Regions from separate parts of the Mus musculus genome. Here all the other regions are linked to region 2. Evidence: chromatin contacts called from public HiChIP or PLAC-seq data. All regions are on one chromosome and are shown on one strand. Each heading gives the region's core, a stretch centred on a gene start, on an enhancer-like site or on the middle of the called end of the contact. The rest is flanking DNA. Distances are from core to core; before and after follow the strand shown.

Region 1 (3,712 bases), core at 374-2,873, 140 kb after region 2:
ATATGTTATACACACATATATTATATATATAATAAATAATATATACATATTATTTATTGTTATACACTATATATATTATATATATATGTTATACACACACACACACACACACACACACACACATATATATATGGCTCAGTGGTTAAGAGCATCGACTGCTCTTCTGAAGCCCCTGAGTTCAAATCCCAGCAACCACATGATGGCTCACAACCATTCATAGTGAGATCTGATGCCCCCTTCTGGTGCATCTGAAGACAGCTACAGTGTACTTATAATAATAAATAAATCTTTTTAAAAAAAAATACTGTTCTGGGGTCTGTGAATGTGGCTCAGTATAGAACATTAGCTTACCATGCAGAGAGCTCTGGGTTCCATCCCAGCACCACACAAACCAGACTTGGTGGCACACACCTGTCATGCCAGCACTTCTGAGGTTGAGGCAGGAGGACCAGGAGGAGTCCAAGGCCAGTCTTGGCTACAAATTAATTCAGTTGGAGCCCAGCTTGGACTACATAAGATCTTGTTTCAAAACAAATACTCAAAATACTTGTGTCTTCACTCCTCCAAACACAACAAAAAAACAAAACAAAACAAAGCAAAACAAAACAAAACACAGCTGGTTAAGGTGAATTCTCTGGGTGCCCTGCTCAGGTAGATATGGATCAAACACCTTTAGCGATCAACTTTTGTCCTTCCTGGAAGGAAGAGTGGAAGAGAACTTTGACTATTTTGTAGTTGTTTTTACACACACGCGCATGTGCACCACACCATAACTGTGGAGGTTAGAGGACAGCTAGCACCAGAGTGGGTTCTTACTTTCAACTATGCCAGTCCCAAGGATGGAACTCATGTCTTCAGGCTTGACCTACATGCGCCTCTACCAACTGTGCCATCCTGCTGGCCCAGAGCTCCCTATGTAGATCTGGCTAGCCTGGAACTCACGGAGAACCTCTGCCCCCTGAATGCTGGGATTAAAGGTACTTGTTCCCTGCCGAGCTCATTTTTCTTCTAAAGGTGCCTTTTAGCCAGGTAACTAATGATATCTAATATAACATATCTAATGATGTCTTGGAGCCTTGTGCCACATGCCTATCATCCAGCATTTGGGAGACTAAATAAGGAGTGTAAGGCCAGTTTGAGCACATGGTGAGTTCAAAGATAGCGTGAACTAAATGAAATCCTCAAAAAAAAAAAAAAAAAAAAAGAAAGAAATCTAATCACCCCTCAAAGAAAGTGAAAATCAAGATGCCTTGTGAGAGTACACCAGTCACAGATGCTCAGAACAGACAAACTGATAAAGCAGGTACATGAAGCCCACAAGTGAAGCTTTTGATTGTCCCCACTCCCCGCTCCCCCCCCCCCCCGCCCGTAGGCAATGAATTAATTTTTGAAACATTTTGCTTGCGGAGTTGCCTAAGCAGCGGTGGAGCGAATTTCAACAGGCTTAGAAGGTCATTCTGGGTGTCCGTGGGCAGGGAGGACAGACGTGGCAGTAATACATTTGCAAACTGGGTTCGGGCTAGCACGCCTACAAGGTAGCAGTACTCGGACAAAGGGCAGGCAGTTGCGCCTGCGCGGACCTTCGGACCTTTCCAAAGGAGTTTGACCCCGCCCTGGGTGACGTCACGACCGAGTTGCCATGGCTCTGCTGAACCGTCTGGCTTCCGCGCTGGAGTCCCACCGGGTCCGGGACCGCCTGGTGAGAGGAAGTCTGGGGCCTTGGCGGGACCGGAGTGACCTGGAGTTTGGTCAGGTCTCAGAGATGAGGAAAACAGGCCAGAGAGGGGGTCCTAAAGGGACCGGTGTCTTACATGACAGCAGGCTGTCGGCAGGCTGGTGTCTTACCTGAGAACTTCCTACCTCAGCCTCCCGAATTGCTGGGATTACAGGTGTGTGCCATCACACACAGCTTGAAACTAATCATTTCTGATAAGCAAGTGAAATAATAAAAGATCTGGGACTGTAGCCCACTGCATTCCTAGCATAGACGAAACCTTTAGGTCCTTCCTCAGCACCGCACAAACCAGATATATTGGCACAAGCCAGTGATCTCGGCACTTCTAATGGAAAGATCAGGAGTTCAAGGCCAGCCTGGGCTACAGGATACCCTGTCTCAAAACAAAAGAAACAAAGATACAAGGGCGGTGAGCCTGCTAAATTTCCGTGTTCTAAGTGTCTTACTGAATGGCCCCTCTCTAAAGTCTTCCAAGCAAATGGCTATTTTGCCACCTAGACTGCTTTTTCAGTCCTGCTAAAGGCAGAGCTAGGCGGAAGAGCCTTATGCCCCTGCCTGTGGGCAAAGGAGAGCCCAGGAGGTGGGAAATAGTTTTGTTTTCTGTCATTTCAACCATTGGTGAGCAAGCTAGCACTCTAATGGGACTCCCCATGGCAACTCTTCCCCCCCTCCCCTTCCCCTCTCCTCTCTTCCCCTCTTCTTTCTTTGTTGAAACAGGACCTTGTTATGAAGTTCTGGTTGCCTATAACTTACCTTGTAGTCCAGGCTGACCCTGAACTTTCTTGTCCTTATGCCTCAGCTCCCCAAATACTGGCTGGGATGACAGGTGTGCCTCACCACACCCGGCTATGTGGCACTTTTTGGATTTTGATGTCAAGCTCTCCTCTTAACTTCTGCCTTGCCTGGGATGTTGGCTCAATTGGTAGAGTGCTTGTGCATTGTGCACGATTTGGTCTCAGTCTCAAGTACACCAGATGCTTGTACACCTCTCATTCCAGAGTTTGGGAGGTGGAAACAGGAGGATCAGGAATTCTAATCATGACCACGGTGTCTGGTTAGCCTGGGCTACGGAGACCCCGTCTCAAATTAACAAATTAGAATAATGTTACATCTTTTAAAAAAGGAAGAGAGAACGAAAGAAGCTTTCAGTTTTAGCCAGATTAAGTGCCCCATGCTTGTTATTACAGCCTTGCGGATGCTGAGGCAGGGGCATGGCAGTGACTTGCTGGGCTATGCAGTGAGTGAGGTGAACGTGAGACCCAGCCTCAGCAACCAAAAGAAAGAAACAAAAGATAAAAACCTTTCAGATTGGGTTGGCAGTTTGATGACTCTTAGAACTTTCTGGGTTTTTTTGAGACAGGATCTCAGTAGCCCAGGCTGGCCTTAAACTTGGAGGTGATCCTCCTGCCTCTGTTTCTCAAGTACTGACAAGTATAGGCCTGATCCACCGTGCCCAGCAACTCTTTCCAGTTTCCATCCTAAAGTGTCCATGGCTGGGTGTGTGGTAGGGGATTGCAGCTCAGCCATGATTGGAACCATGGTAACCGATTCTGGTCTCCCACAGATCCGGACACTGGGGTATTGCTGCCAGCTGATCGGTGGGGTCCTAGTGGAACAATGCCCCAACAGGTCCGAAGTGGGAAGGCGCTTGCTGGTGGTGTCAGCCCAGTTCAATCATTGCAGGACTGTCTTGAGACTCTTTGATGACCTGGCCATGTTTGTCTACACTAAGCAGTATGGCCTGGGAACAAAGGTAATGGTTAATGGGGCTGTAGGGAGAGGGAAATTGAACTTCCCAAGGATCAAGAGCAGTGGCTTCCATGGATGTTTTAAGGGCTTGCTCCAAAGTGCTTCCTACTGGGTGATCTTACTATTTGTTATGGTAGTATTGGCCACAGAACTGGAGCCTTGCACATTTTACTTAAGCACTTTACTGTTAAGCTACATATACTGCCCCTCAGTGGAGGATTCTAGGCA
Region 2 (3,445 bases), core at 27-2,526:
GCAGCTACCAGCTTCCCTCTCGAAACCCTAGGAGTGATGCATCCAGGGAGGAATTGGCAGAGCTGGCTCAGCAGGCCAACCCTGAGGAGATCCAGCTGGGCGAGGATGAGGACGAGGACGAGATGGACCTGGAGCCCAATGGTCAGTGGCCAGCCCAGGGGCCAGGGTTAAGAGCAGAGGTGGGCCACCCCCCATCCACCCCCACCTTGACCCCACTTCTTTTCCCCCACAGAAGTCCGACTGGAACAGCAGAGTGTACCAGCTGCTGTGTTCGGGAGCCTAAAGGAAGACTGACTCCCTCCACACTTTTTCTTCCATGGTCACTCCCCCATAACTACCCTTCTAATACATCCCCTCTTTGTACATCCCGGTCTTGACCTCCTTCCTGCCGTCCAGGTGCCTCAGGGCGTGCTAGCTTAGAACTGCCTGGCTCTCAGCACTGATTGGCTGGGACAGGAGGTGGAGTAGTCAGGGGATATGGCATGTGGACAACCTGCCCTCACCCTGCAGAGCCAGTTCTGGACGCTGCAGGGCCAGTTCCCCTGCCCCATCCCAGGCCTCTTGTCAGGCTTGCCCAGTAAGAAACCTCCTTGAGCCCCAAACCGAGGGACACCTGGCCCTACTTACGTGGGTGTCATAGATCCGGGAGTTCACAAACCCTTGTGTCTCCATGTAGTAATAGGCTCCGTGGACCTACTAGCAAGGTGCTTGTATCCCTGGCTAAAGGCCAAACACCAGGCCTGGTGTACAGGCCACATCCAGGGTGGAGCCCTTCTAGCTTAAGCTCTGGGAAGCCATTAGTGGCCTCTAGATCATTAAGGGGCTTTTGGCATCAGGAGACATAATCAGATTTGTGTTTGAGCCGGTCACGCAGGCTGCCGTGTGAGCAGGGCGCAGTTGGAGACAGGCTATTGGCTTGGACCATGGGATAGCTGGAGGGGTGAGTTCTATACAATTTGGCAGTATCTGGGAAGCAAGGCTGTAGTGAGCCTAACATCTGAACTCTGCACCTACAGTGGCAACTAGATCCTCTGATAAGGGGCTCTGAGGAAGGACACAGAATCCCCAGCTCAGAGACTGTAACTGGGCTCAGAAATGAAGGCAGGTTGGCAACAGGAAACAGGGATCGGGTTAGAAGTTGGCTGCACACCAAATGCAACCACACGGAGGAGGAAAATGTGGGGGTGGAGGAGGCCCAGGAGAGGAGAGCTGGTCTGGAATCTCTTGCCAGGTCAGATCAGAGGTGGCTGAGAACATCTAGAGGAGGGAGTGTCAACAGGAAGGTCACCACAGATGTTGGCAGGAGCTGCCACAGGGCCAGCAAAAGGGCAAAGACGACAAGGTAGGGCTTGTGAAAACACGAGACGTAAACTTGGTCAGGCTTAGGGAGGAGACACCGTGTCTCAGCTTCTCTTTTCAGTTATTTTATTCAAGAAAGTGGAGGACAGACAAGGGGACTGAGCTGAGCCCTGAGTCACTGAAGCTCCCAGCTCAGCCCCCCACAGCATGACCAGACAGGACCCAGGAGTGCACTGCCCAAGGTGGGCACTATTTGGGGGTACCGCCACCCTTCTTGGGCGTGGTGGGCTTCTTGCTTTGCCAAAGGTGTCCCTGGATAGTGAAGGCGTCTACACTCATAGACATGGTTTTAGCAGGGATCTGGGTGAACCGTTTGCGATCCGAGTTGTACTTATAGATGCCTTCGACCATGGCAGGAGTGACGGTCCGAGGCCCATAGCCTGCCAGCCTCGATAGCTCCTCTGTCTCCCCAGACAGAGTGTAGAGGGCCCGGAACTGGCAGCTTGAGTCCCGAAAGAGAATCAGGAAGTGGTTGGCCTTGCTTTTCTCGATTTCCTGAGGGATGGTGGCAAGAAGCTGGTCAGGCTGGACTACTGCTCTACCCGCTAGTCTTACCCACCCAGACAGCTGTGGGACTCACCTCTAGAATTCTGTTCTTCTGGGGCTCATTCACCTTGCCTGCCAGGCAGCAGTGTGACAAGGCATTGTGGATGATAAACTTGTTAGACTTGGCGCTGGGTTCCTTGTATAGCCGGGGACCTGGAGGGCAGTCAGTCAGCAGAGACTGGGCGTGGGTTGGGGAAAGGCAGGTAGAGAACGCGTAGCTTCTAACATTACCCGGTCTCACTTACCTGTGTACTCAGGCACTGATGCTGGGGAGGATGCATTGCTTCCATTCTCCCAGTCACGTTCTCGACTGCCAGGCAGGCGGCTTGGAGACATGAGGCCTGATGGAGAAGGGGCCCTGCAGGGGAGGGGAGGGGTGAAGCTGGGGTCAGTAGTGTGTGAAGCCTCCCAGGGTACAACAGGATTAGGGACGAGGCAAGCCCAGTGCACTGCAGAGGAGAGGGGCATGTATATTGCATGCTGCCACAAGTCCATAGACAGCTGCTCCATATGCTCAACCTCCTACATTGCATGTGGGCACATCCTCCAGACTTGAGTCAGTTTCCCCCAAATCCCATCTGTGTTCCTGTACTTCCTTCCATCTACACATCCCAGCGGTCCCGCCATATCTTGCTCTAGGTTCCAGATAGACTCACCGAGAGGTGGGCCTCTTCACACCAAGGTTATTGGGAGCCTCGTTGGCCACCGTAGATAGGGACAGCGTGGACTGGGAATAGACCTTGCTGAGCCGTGAACCTAGGATAGACAGTACCAGTCAGTTATCCCTAAGGCCTTTACCTCCATTAACGCCCATGGGCATTCCCGAGACCCTCTCAGCCTTTCGTGATTGCCTGCTAAGTTTTGTTTATTTATACGAGTATCTGTCTTATGACAGCAGAGGGGGGCACTGGACTCAATTACAGATGGTTGTGAGTCGGTCACATGTGGTTGCTAAGAACTGAACTCGGGACCTCTGGAAGAGCAATAGGTGCTCTTAACCACTGAGTCGTTTCTCCAGTCTGGCTTTTACTTTTTAAAGATGGGTCTTCTATAGCCCAGGCTGGCCTCAAACTTCCTATTTGTTGAGGATGACCAAGTCTCCAGTCTCTACTTTCTCAGTGCTGGAGTTATAGGCCTATAACTGCCATTCCTGGTTAAAACTGGGGATGGAACCTGAAGTTTCGTGTACGCTAGGGTAGGCAAGTACTCTACCAAGAGCCACCACCACCACTCTGAACTTATTCGTGTGTGTGTGTGTGTGTGTGTGTGTGTGTGTGTTTATGTGTCCTTAGTTTCAGTGTTTGGTGCAGGACCTCAAGGTGTAGCCTAAATGGGCAGAGAAGCTGCTCAACAGCCAGTTTAGGACCAAACTCAAAATCCTCCTGCTTCAGACTCCTGAGTATCGCAATGACAGGCATGTGCCAACCTGTCTACCTTAATATGGCAATTTTTCTTATACAGCTCTGGGATTTAACCCAGGGCCTCATCCATTCCAGACAAACCCAGCCCTGAGTTTGGCATTCTTGTCCACATACCTACA
Region 3 (3,381 bases), core at 312-2,811, 190 kb after region 2:
AAAAACTCCAAATATTTAGAAATCAAACTCAAAAGACTGCTGTTTGCATGAATGCATGGATAGGCAATGTCTAGGCTGGGCAAGGTCCGGGAAGATAATCATGAACATGTATCCCATGCCGGTATCGAACTCCTGATCCTCCTGCCTCCACCTCCTTAGTACTGGGGATGGCTGACAGTTTATGCTGTGCTGGGGCTGGAACCCAGGGCTTGCTCAGTGCATGCTGAAGAAATGCTCTACCCGCTGAGCTACATTTCCAGCCCACCTCTGGAAGTTCTAAACTTGATTATGCTCACTAAAAGCCACTGGGCTGCAGACTTAAGAGACCAGCTGGGCCAGTATGTGAACTGTGCCTCAATAAAGCTGCTAGGCAAACACACACTCACAGCTGGGTTGGGAGCTGCCATTTTTCTGGTCTGAAGCCCATCATTCCATCATTCCACCTGCATGAGTCATTCAGCTCTGAGACAGGAAAACATCTCCTGATGCCTGCTTTCCTAAAGCAGACAGCCATGGGGGGGGGGGGGGGGAGTGTGGAAAACATCTCCTGATGCCTGCTTTCCTAAAGCAGACAGCCATGGGGGGCAGTGTGAGTGTGGTTCAGACCTGGCCACACAGGGAAATGTAGCTTGCTGTTGCCTAAAACTATCTGTAAAGACAATTTGGGGGGACGGTCTAATACTTGCCTAGCCTTTAGGAAGCCCTGGGACCTGAATTCCTGGGTTTATTCAATCCCATCATTGAATAAGCCAGGCACGGTAGCACCTGCCTGTAATCTACCCCCACTGAGAAGGTAGAGGCAGATGGATCAAGAGTTTAAGGACATCCTCAGCTAGATAGCAAACTGGTGACCCATCCTAGCCTCCCTGAGACCCCTTCTTAAAGTGGAAAAATGCTGATCTGGATGGGCAGCTTGCTTGCCGGGCATTCACAAAAGCCCTGGTCTGGATCTCCAGTGTTGGGAAGGGAAAACAAAAGTTACTCTAGAGCCCAATTAGCACTGTCTGCTCTCCCTGCCGAGAGGCGGGATTGATCTGCAGGTCCCTGGTGGCGGTAGCACTTGTGTGATTGACACAGAGTTGTTTCTGCAAGAGAGGAGGGGGAGGGGACTAAGCCAACAGTGAAAACGGACACAGGGATAAGAAAACCCACTCACTCTCTGTTAACAGACAACAGGCTGCTTTCAGGATGACTTAAAGTTTTTATGTAGTGTGCGTATACCATGACTCGGGTATGGAGGTCAGACGACAATTGGTGGGAGTTAATTCATTCTTTCCTTCTGCCATGTGGGAACTCATTAACCTTTGTGACCGGAACCTTCACTTGCTGAGCCATCTACTTCACTGGCCACAAAGACTTTTTTTTTTCTTATTTATGTATATGGCACCTTACGCAATCAGGGAGTTAATTACCTGAAGACCAGTATGAAGCGCTCAGTGATCTTTCTCACTTGTAACCTTTACTGTATAATCCCAGAACACAGAAGCTTCTAGAGTCACCAGTGTTTAAAGGAGGCATGACGGCTCGTATCTGTAATGCTACAGCACTTGGAGAGGGTGTTCCAGGCAGGAGCAGTGCCACAGGCTCAAGGCCAGCCGGACAATGCCCAGTGTGGATGAAGGTGCTTGGGGTCAAGCCCAGCAACCTGAGTTTGATTTCTAGGACCCACATGATCGAAAGGAAACAGATTCCTGCAAGCAAGTTGTCCTCTGACCTCCAAATCCCCAATATGGCATGCACACCACCTCCCCCACAACAGTAATAAATAAAAATGTAAATAAGAAAGAACAAAGAAAACTGTCAACCTTTTGTCCTGTGGAGGAAAGAAGGCCAGGCTGATGCTAAGCAAGTGTCCTACACTATCCCAGGCCTGGAAATGAGTATCTTAAAGCAACAAATATGGAAGCCACTCATCTCCTTCCAGTCTACAGGTCCCAGTAATCTTACTGGCCCGCTGATGCCACTCCAAGGAAGTGGCTCTGGAATGGAAATGTCCAGTTTTCTGTAAAAAGGCCACTCTAGAGAAAACAAAAGTGTATGTGGGGTGGGGCAACAGCGAAAACTGGTCCCTCCACACAGAGGCACCATTGATACCGCATTTTGTCATCTACTCTTTGGGGGAGATTCCTGTTACAGGCTGAAAAGCGCTCCCTGGGTCTGGAGAGTTCTAGCAGGTGCTTGCTTGTGCTAGAGAGACAATTAAGAGCAAAATCGGATGCAAGGTGGAGTTTGCAGTTCACAGTTCCTGGCGTTTCTGCCACCTGAGGATCGATGAGAGCGGGGGTGGAAGGTGGAGGGTGGGAACGACCGATCGATTTCTCTGCCTTGCCTCGTTCTGATGTTAGAGAGGAAAGGGAGTATGGAAAAGTATAAAGTACATGGGTGGGAGGAATAAACTGCTTTGTTCTACACCTCAGGGGACACAGCAAAATTAAAAGGACATCTTGTACCTTGGAAGGTAAGTATGAGTCAGAAAGGATGCTCGCTCTAAACCCAGAACAGTCACCTCCTCATCTGCAGACGACAGCTGGAGGGTTGAGGGATTCTGGATGTAAAACACTTGGGGGAACCTGTTTAATTTTGATTTGTGTGTGTGCGTGCGTGCGTGTATGTGCGTGTCTCACACTAGCTCTCAGGTGTCAGGGTGATCATCCTGTCATCTGTCTCCCACTTCACAGTAGGAGTGCTGCCATTAAAGGTGTGCTCCACTGCATCTGGCTTTTCCATAGGGATCAGGGATTGGAACTCGGGTCCTCGTGCTGGCACAGCAAGCCCTTTACCCACCGAGCCCAGAGATTTGTTTCTGTGCCAGTCCTGTGTGACCTTTATTCTGGTCACTATCTCCAATGTGTCGTAACAATATACGCATGTGGTGTTCACACTGTATCAGGGGTTATCATCAGCTACACAATAAGGTCTGTAGGAGACCAGGGAGATGGTGGCTGAGGAGACACCTGCATAAGAAAGGACCAGACTGCTGCTCAGGCCACAGGATCTGCCTGAAGCAGTTCTTCCTCCTTCTGAGTCCTGTGGGCTCACCGAGACACTGTCTCTGAGTTGCTGGCTAACAGACCTAACTCTGGTGCCAGGGTTTCTCATGTGGAGAAGGGAGTTTGCATCAAATCGCGCACTGGTGGCCGTACATTCATCATCCCTTCCCTGGCCCTGCTTTGGATTGCAGGCTCTCCCCAGGAAGGCATGAGGCTCCTATTTCTGCTATGGGGATAGGGGAATCAGTTTCCTCTTAAAGGTCCCACCATGTAGTCCCTGGGGCTAGAGCCTGATCTCTATCTACCCACAAACTGCTATCTATCTCCCCATGCCATTATGACTACTTTATTACTACTGCTATTTTTAAGCTGGATCTCACTGTGTGGTAGA

The links. HiChIP or PLAC-seq counts read pairs in DNA pulled down with a chosen protein or histone mark.
Region 1: a contact with region 2 is called in an HNF4G HiChIP or PLAC-seq map of pancreatic cancer cells. The contact joins the promoter of Pex11g here to the enhancer-like site in region 2. A contact is called at or near these places in 16 of 39 promoter capture datasets (the 3T3-L1 cell line, 3T3-L1-derived adipocytes, the C10 cell line and 12 more), 13 of 484 Hi-C or Micro-C datasets (ECoMG-derived neutrophils, cumulus cells, embryonic stem cells and 4 more), 4 of 115 datasets of contacts at active chromatin or transcription factors (embryonic stem cells, epiblast stem cells and pancreatic cancer cells) and 4 of 9 other capture datasets (adipose tissue, embryonic stem cells, liver and 1 more).
Region 3: a contact with region 2 is called in a FOXA1 HiChIP or PLAC-seq map of pancreatic cancer cells. The contact joins two enhancer-like sites. A contact is called at or near these places in 2 of 115 datasets of contacts at active chromatin or transcription factors (embryonic stem cells and pancreatic cancer cells) and 3 of 9 other capture datasets (adipose tissue, embryonic stem cells and liver).

The regions. Positions count from the first base shown.
Region 1 is chr8:3,465,559-3,469,270 of GRCm38.p6, reverse strand. Pex11g (peroxisomal biogenesis factor 11 gamma) reads left to right here and starts at 1,623. Exons shown (of 5, transcript NM_026951.3): 1 at 1,623-1,699; 2 at 3,300-3,488. The coding sequence starts at 1,640. It also overlaps a transcript of Tex45 not described here.
Region 2 is chr8:3,607,007-3,610,451 of GRCm38.p6, reverse strand. It overlaps Camsap3 (calmodulin regulated spectrin-associated protein family, member 3), which reads right to left. Exons shown (of 17, transcript NM_027171.3): 14 at 2,562-2,661; 15 at 2,151-2,263; 16 at 1,940-2,058; 17 at 1,377-1,854. The coding sequence ends at 1,549. It overlaps Xab2 (XPA binding protein 2), which reads left to right. Exons shown (of 19, transcript NM_026156.2): 18 at 32-141; 19 at 233-362. The coding sequence ends at 294. Among named protein-coding and RNA genes, the nearest start is that of Xab2, 13 kb to the left of the region's middle. Within about 2 kb of position 1,276, at least 57 of the 459 cell types and tissues checked have an H3K27ac peak or open chromatin away from gene starts, as enhancers often do. A contact at or near this core is called in liver, myeloid progenitors and pancreatic cancer cells, where this site is marked.
Region 3 is chr8:3,415,346-3,418,726 of GRCm38.p6, reverse strand. All of the region lies in intron 10 of Arhgef18 (rho/rac guanine nucleotide exchange factor (GEF) 18), which reads right to left. Among named protein-coding and RNA genes, the nearest start is that of Gm46029, 9.8 kb to the left of the region's middle. Within about 2 kb of position 1,561, at least 122 of the 459 cell types and tissues checked have an H3K27ac peak or open chromatin away from gene starts, as enhancers often do. A contact at or near this core is called in liver and pancreatic cancer cells, where this site is marked.